2 separate regions of the Oryzias latipes genome follow, and region 1 is linked to region 2. A link is a contact called in public Hi-C data. All regions are on one chromosome and are shown on one strand. Each heading gives the region's core, a stretch centred on a gene start, on an enhancer-like site or on the middle of the called end of the contact. The rest is flanking DNA. Distances are from core to core; before and after follow the strand shown. Region 1 holds the start of emx2 (homeobox protein EMX2). Region 2 has its middle 26 kb from the start of rab11fip2.

Region 1 (3,893 bases), core at 1,258-3,757, 160 kb after region 2:
ATCGATCGGTGATCCTAAACGGAAACGGAGGTGCGTTTAATCAGCCTTCAGTGGCCTAATTGAAGTGTGTGACGCTTCATTTCTCCCTTCAGCTCCAAAAGGCCCCGCCGTCCGGGGGCCACGCGGACAAAAGGCGGCGGCTGATGGGCTCCGACAGCATCTTAAATATGGCGGGGGTGGGGGGGTCTCTGAAGCCATCTCGCTCTTTGAATCCTCTGTCCCATAAAATGGTTAACGGGTTAATTTGCCCTCCATTTTGAAAGGCAGCCCCCCCCCCCCCCCCTTCAAAACAAAGTAATTCAAGTCCTGCAGAAATGAGGTTAGGCCCGGACAATGGCTGTGGATTTGATCCAGAAAGGCGCCCCCGCCCCCCGACCTCCGCCCTCGAAGGACAACCTGCGTTACGGAGTCTGGTTGTATAAAATGAGTTTTCTGGAGAGAAAAAATGCGTCTGCGGTCTCGCGCGTATAACCGGCGGTCTCGTGCGTAAAACCGGCGGGCTCGTGCGTAAAAGCTGCTTTCTAAATGAGGAGCCACGTTGGGAAAAATACACAAATGACGCGGAGCTGAGCCGGTGAGGCGCTCGAGCTGTTTCCGGACGCACCGAAGCCTCCAAAACATGGTTTCCCGCCGCCCCACTCCCGCGGTTCTTACCTGAGTTTCCGTGAGGCTAAGGCTGTGCGCGAGCTGCTTCCTTTCTGCTCCCACCACGTAATGGTTCTTCTCAAACGCGTGCTCGAGCCGCAGCAGCTGCGACGGGGAAAACGCTGTCCGGATTCTCTTTGGCTTTCTGGCCAGCGCGTTGTGCAAAAGGAAACTTTCTGGACTCGTTTCGTTTCCTGCAAACAAGAGAAGTAGAATTCAGCGAAACGACCGAGAAGAAAAAACAACAAACCAAAAAAACACACACACACACACACACACACACAACTACAAACAGAAAATAACAAAATAAAATTAAAAAAGCCGAGAATTCGCTGGAAAAATCCACAAACTGGTTTTAACTGGATTCTTAACTAAACACTAAAACTGTTATATAAAATATGTTCATTTTTAATTCATAATAAAGACCAGAAATCTTTTGAAGACCCCACCACCATATCCTACCCCCCCACCCCACGCGCGCATGACGGACAGACAAACAAAGCACTTGCTGGTTCATAAAACATCATTTTAAAAATAACAGACATTTACGAAGCAACAATTAAATGATAGAAAAAATTCTAAATATTTTTGGAGAGAAAATATTTAGAATTATTTCGTTTTAAACTATTAAACTATTATTTTAACCTCTATGTACGAAATGACAAAATGTTTATTATAGAAAAATGAGCAAAAAGTCACGGAGAGCAGCAAACGAATGAAGGGAGCGCAGGTCAAATTTAATTTCGTTAAAATATTTTAAAGTATTTATTTTTTGTAAAAGAAAAACACGAAATAAAAAATATTCAACTTAAAGACCAGTAAAAATATTTTTCCTGGACTGGAGGTTGAAAGTCAAATATTTGTTCTCGTTCAATCAACAAATTTCACGTTTTTAAATATAAATATTTAACAAGAAATATAATAATTAACGGTTTTGAAATATGATGGAATTGAAGGAAAACTCCGTTAAAGCAGCAGAAGCGACGTTTTTTGCGCAGAAATCTTCTTTTATTTGAAATGTAAAGTATTTTATTTTAAAATAAATGTGTTTTTCTGCTGATCGGCTCCAAAAATGTCCAAAATGCCGCAAAATAAGTTTGATTTAGATTTTGTCTGACGGTGTAAAATGCGTGACGCCGCTCCAGCACGTGCGTAAAACGGTAACACTTCCAAACTCACCTTGAAATCTGTGACCCAAGTACCTATATCTGTGTAACAACCAGGGGTAGAACGTCGAGGGGTCCCTTTGCTGGCTGGCGAAAAGCGGGTGCGGGCTGTGTGAAGAGGAAAGCGGGTGTGCGGCCAGCGCGTGCGGCGGGGCCACCGGATGCACCGGCACCGCGGAGTTCGGCGGATGAGACACCGCCTCGGCGAACACCAAGTCCGGGTTTGAGTACACGCCCCTGCTGCCGGAGTGGAAGCCGTTGAGAAACGGGTTCATCTGGCCGGAGTTTGCATAGCTGAGAGCCGCGGGCCTGATGGGTTCCTCGGAACGGGACACCGGAACCGGATTATCCTTCGCCACTAAAGACTCTATCGTAAAACACCTCTTGGGTGTGGGTTGAAACATGGTCTGATAGTCCAGATTCCCCAGTTTAGGTGGAAGTCGTCGCCGGCGCTCGTGCTGTGAAATACTCCACACCCACGGAAAGGGAAAGTTTTTGCGCAGCAAACAAGTTGGAAAAGACGCGGCGCGGAAACCGAGAGGCGTCCCGGACTAATCCATGGATGTGATCGCTTTCCGCAGCAGCTTCGTCCAGCAGATTTGTTAGTTCATGAGCCTAATTAGCGCTGCAGCCCCATAAACAGCTTCCTCTGACGGCCGGAGTGGCATGCTGATTGGTCGCTGCTGCTGCCTTAAGGTGGAGAAGAGGACGACGCTTAAAAAGTGCGTCAATGGGAGCAGGGGTGCGCGCGCGGAGAGGCGGACCCCAACGCGCAACACGGAACGGATTCGTCCAGAGTGAAGCATTCGCGCACACGCATGCGCGCGCGTAAATGTCTCCGGGACATTTAACTTATTCATCCGAACCAGAACAGCACAGGGTAGCGCGCAGCTTTGCGTTAAGGCCTGCGGTGGAAACGCAGCGGCTGCGGGTCTATTTGGAATTCTGTGGCCCACAGCGGCGCGCAGATCTTCACGCTGATCTCTCCTCTATTTTCATTTCTTGTCTTGTCTTTTCTGTTTTTTTTTAATGTAGAAAACTTCTTGAAATGGATTTCATTGGATGTTGTCTTTGCGTTTGTTCCTTTCTAAAGTGCGGGGGAAGGTGCGGGACGGTCAGCGTCCGTCTCCTGTGCGGATCAAAAACACACAAACACCTGAGGGGGGCTGTTCCAGAGTGAAGGCGCTCAGGTGTTCATCCACCTGCAGTAGCGGCGGCCGCGCGCCGCCGGCCTCCGTTCGGACGGGAGCAACAGACGAAGGCGGCCCGAAAACTCACGAACGTTTTCGTGAATTTTGTTGTCGAAAATGTTGTTTTTGATTCAGAAAACAACATTTCGTTAATTTTTGAAAATGTCCTTATTATGTTTTTATTTTTTCACTTTGTTATGTTTGTATTATTTGTGTCAAAATAGCAGCAAATTACAAACAATAATTTCTGAAATGTCTGTGAAATAATAAAACCTTTAATTATTTACTAAAACATTGATCTGCATTTGAAGTGCAGCTAAATTAAATTAAATTCGTTTTATTTTAAAACTCCATTAAAAATGTTTTTAGAGTCATTTTTTCTGGAGATATTTTTTATATTTATATATAGTTTTTTATATAGTTTTTATATTTATATATAGTTTGAGTATTTTCTTTCTATTTTGAAATTCCGTCTTTAGTTCTTCCTGCCGTATGAAGCCAAATGGGGGGAGGGGGGCAAACCAGAATTTATTATTAAAAAACAAATATACATTTCATGTTTTTTCCTTTATTTTGAACATTCTTTTGTATTCATCTTATCGTCCATCCTTGGTTTTTATCTTTGGGTGAACACAAACCGCCCCCCCCCCCCCCCCCCCCATAAAAACCTCGGTCTTTGCGGCTCTGCCGCCCCCTGCTGGCTGAAAGGATCATTTTGTAACATCGGCTGCTTCCTTCCTGGTCTGGAAAAGTTACTTTTAGAATTCAGTCTCTGTTTGTTTCTATTTTATTTATTTTCTTTCAGTTTTTTCTCTGAATTTTGGCAATTAGAAAATCTCACGAGCTTTTCAGGTGTAATTAGTCGTTTATTTTGTATTTTATACGGCGGACA
Region 2 (4,473 bases), core at 1,124-3,623:
GAACCGCAAACCCTTCGATCATTGGACGACCCGCTCAACCACCTGAGCCACTGTCGCCCTTCTAAATCTCTGGGATCGGCCGCACGAAGCCGTGTGAGACGGCGACCTCGGGCTTAACTGGGCCGGACCGCTGACATCAAAGGCTTTCTCACTCATCTATTCTCTTCATCCATTTCTTTAAAAAAGCTTCAAAGGTCGTAATGAAGGTCATTCTCCATCAAGCCGCTTTGATCTTTAATGGCAAAATGTTTCATCCAGACTTCAGTTTGCTGCCGTCTTCCACTCACGATGAAGTTTAAGCAAATGAAGACCACAACACAAACACGTCCATTCTCACTGCTGTGACACAACAGCTGCAGCAGATGTGTGAAAGCACCACAACACAACCAGCTGCACAACGAGCTGCACAAACATCACCTGAGGAAATCCCCCTCCCAGCAGCAGATCCTCCACCTCTGAGGTCAAAGGGCGGCGCTTAGCCTTGTTATTGCGGTGCCAATCAGCAGGAATGACTCTAAATAACAGGTTCGCGTCCCAGCATGACATCACAGCGTCTTCTGCAGCTTCCATCATAACGAGGAATCTACTGGCCTCAGATCAGCCTCCCAACGCTGCAACCGGCCGCTAATACTTCAGGATCAGCCGCCGTGGATGAGGCGGCTTTATCCACTTATTAGAGGAATGTAATGGAGTCCCGTAATCCAAACCCACCAAAACCTGCCACCATAGGGGGCACAATAGAGAGGCAACACGTTATTCCGGCGCAAAGCTGATGCTAATGTAGCAGGACGGCCAGGCTCACGCCGTTCACACGAGTCCTTCACAGTATCTCCCCTAAAATGATTTTCTCCGTCTTTCCTTCCCTCTCATTGGCCGCCTCCAACAAATGCTGAGCTGGCGGGGCAGATTCTACGCTCCTAATGCCAAATTAAAGGCCGGCTCTTTTATTTTAAATGAGAGAGCCGACAATCTTGATTAGGCTAAAAAGGAGGAGGGGAGAGGAGAGCAGCAGAAATTAAACGCTATTAAAAATAGCCAACATTACATTCATGCCGTCCAGCAGAAATGCTGCTAATTGGCAGATAATCCAGCAGCTCCGGGCTGAGAGCGGCGGGCCTCCTGTCCTCTCCCAAAGTCCTGGGATGGGGTCAGAGCGCGGCGGCGGCAGAGGAGGAGGAGGAGGAGGAGGAGGAGGAGGAGGGATTAGCGCTGGCATTGTTGGCGCTTTCCTCTATAACATGACCTTGACAAGAGTTTGGTCTGCCGCCCCCTCCACCGCCCCCTCCACCGCCGCCTCCACCGCCACCTTCCACTCCTCCAGCAGGAACTTTATTAGGACATAATTGGCCGTTTTAGACGAGCCAAGAGAAACACGGAGCGCAGAGATACCTGGAAGGAAGCGGGAAGACCTTTGAACTTCCTGTTTGGGAAAGTCCAGTGTGGATGGACGAATTTAGACAAACGACACACACATAGATACACACATACACACCTACACACATGTACACATGTATACACGTACACACATGTAATAATCCATTTTTATTTATTTATTTACACACATACACACATGTACACTCCTATACACACACCTATACACACCTATACACACACAAATGCACACGTATACACACACATACACACCCCTTTACACACCTATACACACACATATGCACACCTATATACACACATGCACACGCATACACACACACCTATATACACACATACACACGCATACACACACACACGGCAGATTGAGGAGCCTGATCCGGGCCGCGGTGAGGATCAGAGTCCTCCAACACTTCAGACTCAGGAACAGCTGCTCCTCCTAAAGCGCTGCGGTTTAAGAGCCAGCATGAATGTGGATCCTCGCTGCTGTGGGAAAGCCTGTAAATGTTATGTGTTTTGAAAACGCTTCTGATAATCTTTCTCCTAATCCCCTAATTGGGAGTCAATGCGGCCCTCTGTGAACACAATGCCACTGGCTGGGGGGGTCTGAAAAGGAGCCGTCTCCACCTGATCAACGCGCTTTCACCTCTCTGAGGAGGCTTTCAGGCTGGCCCTCGGCTGAGAAGGTTCCGATGTTAAAGCCCTCCCCATTAAGGTCAGAGACGCGTTTCCACGCAGCGTTTGAACATTTCCTATTTGCATGAAAAAGCCGCTCGGCAAAACTGTAACTTGTGAACTGATCAAAGGCCGGAGGCCGGCCTCCAGCTGAATGGCTTTCCCCCTTTGACACCAAAGAGGCTCTCTTGAGGCGCCTTCACAGCGGCGGCCTTGGAGGTTAGGAAAATGTGGCCCCCCAGACCATACGGGACCATTCTGCAGAATCTGTGCAGCAACACAAGAGAGCCGGGTTGCTGCTGTGGATTAGTCCTTCAACAGGCCGCACTCACATTCCAGCAGAGGGCTTTCATCTCCACGGTGTGTGTGTGGGTTGGCGTGCACGTGTGTGCGCATGTGTGATTGTGTCTTTGCTGTCAATAAATGCAGATCGATTTTTTATTGTTTTAACCCTAAAGTTGCACAAAGTGGACTACTGTTAAACTTAAATTGTGTTTGTGTGTGTGTGTGGGGGGGGGGGGGGGGGGGGGTCTCACCCCAGCACATAAACATTCATGCAAACAAGCTGTAAACGTTCCGACAGACATGCCGGACTGTCCTCAGCTGAATGGGATTCTGGGAAATCTTCAGCATGAGGAGCAGAGATCCCCCCCTGACCAGAAACACGCCGCTCCAGGCCCACGAACCGCTCCGTCTGGCCGCGGCCCCCACACTCCCCCCCTGTGACTCAGCTGGTTTCACTTAGACAACATGGAGAGAGGAGGTCACGGGGTCGCGGCGTGACCTCATCAAATTAGCCCCAACCCAGTGAGGTGTTTAGCACCAGTTAAAACAAGTAATCTGAAGAGCATTAAATGCAAATGCGACGGCCATATGCCCACTTCAAACGCCAGAGCCCCCTCCTGCCCCTTACACGGGGGGGGGGGGCAATTGGGATGAGCCCCCACCGTGCTGACCACGTGCAAAACATTGTATGTGCCGGTCCACGTGTTTGATCGGTGTTCTGAGAAAGACCTGCGAGCTCTGCAGGTTCCTGCAGGAACGTGTCCTCTACACGGACTCCGCTGCTCATCCGGACCTGAAACCGGGAATCCCACATGCAGCCGCTGCTCATCCGGACCTGAAACCGGGAATCCCACATGCAGCCGCTGTTGCTTCCAGAGCTGTCCAGGAGTTCACGGAGGAGCAGGAAAAAATAACAGCACTTTTGCAGTGCTTCATAAACGCTCCACCATGTGCCCCCGTTAGTGAGAGTGAGGGCTGTGAAGATTACGGGTGAAGACTGATTTGGCCCCTCCGGGCGGCGGCCGAGCCGGGAACATGTGGCAGCTCATATGTGCTAATAAGCACCTGTGGAGAGGAGGAGGAGGAAGCAGAAAGGCCTGCAGGGCCTGCCACCTGCACAGACCTCCACGGTGCCTCTGACTCACAAACCCGACAAACACTAACGGTCCTCCGCTCAGCAGAGAGAGCAGCAAAGTGGGATTCACAAAGTTCTTGCTTTGAGTTTTCAGCCCAAAAATGCTATAATTTCATCTGCAGGCGCCGGTACTTCCTGCAAACTCACTCCGGCGCACACAGACGAAACGCCGCTGCAGGAAATCGACATTTCCTGCAGAGCTCTCTAGAAATGTACATCCCATAAACACCCTGCTGATGGACTTAAACGACTCACAGATTTAATTACTTGCAGCGGGGTTGACCTGATATCAGCGTTTAACGATAATAACTCTCAGTGATGTGAAATGACTTCTGAAGCGTGTCATGAGGAGCGGATTCAGACCCGCTTCCTGTTCCCGGTCGGCCGCATGTGTGCAGCCCACTTTTTCAGGCTTCATCTTATGCGAAATGGCGCACAGCTGCTCAGCGTGAGAGCATGAAGACATAGTGGAAGAGCGTTCCTCACTCCAGCTGGGCACGCCTCCTTTCACAGGAGCGTGGTCATTTTTCCCTTTTCCCGCCTGATCAGACGCCGCCGTGCTGCCGAGGTCTGGGGGTTCTCAGCAGCAGATGTTAGCGTGCGTCAGGCCGGACCGTGCCGGTTTACGAGCCGCCGGGTCCCATGTGAGAGCTCCGTAAACCCCGGTGAAACCTGCCACCGTTCAGAAAATATGCATGTGTGTAATCAGTGCAAAGGGATGCACCATTTCTACAGCCAAACAGAAGGTTCATCAGCCGGCGGTGATTTATAGAATTTCATATTTTTCTCATCTGGAGTCCATATCAACAGGAATATTTAAGACACTGCATTCTTTATTGACGATGGGACGGCAGGAACCGGAGTCTGCAGGCAGATCTGCCTTAAACTCCAACAATGACTATTTATGACATCAAGAAGTGTTGATCTCCATTTCTACTCATGATGTGACGCGTATTTAAGCTTTCAGCGGTGAACTATGACCTCTGCCA

The links. A called contact is a pair of places that touch in the nucleus more often than the background predicts.
Region 1: a contact with region 2 is called in a Hi-C map of embryo, with 2.4 times the contacts expected there. The contact joins the promoter of emx2 here to the enhancer-like site in region 2. A contact is called at or near these places in 3 of 5 Hi-C or Micro-C datasets (all in embryo).

Annotation. Positions count from the first base shown.
Region 1 is chr15:30,260,275-30,264,167 of ASM223467v1, forward strand. It overlaps emx2 (homeobox protein EMX2), which reads right to left and starts at 2,508. Exons shown (of 3, transcript XM_004077518.4): 1 at 1,825-2,508; 2 at 655-839. The coding sequence starts at 2,215.
Region 2 is chr15:30,099,513-30,103,985 of ASM223467v1, forward strand. No RefSeq gene overlaps it. Among protein-coding and RNA genes, the nearest start is that of rab11fip2, 26 kb to the right of the region's middle. Within about 2 kb of position 2,374, at least 5 of the 8 cell types and tissues checked have an H3K27ac peak or open chromatin away from gene starts, as enhancers often do. A contact at or near this core is called in embryo, where this site is marked.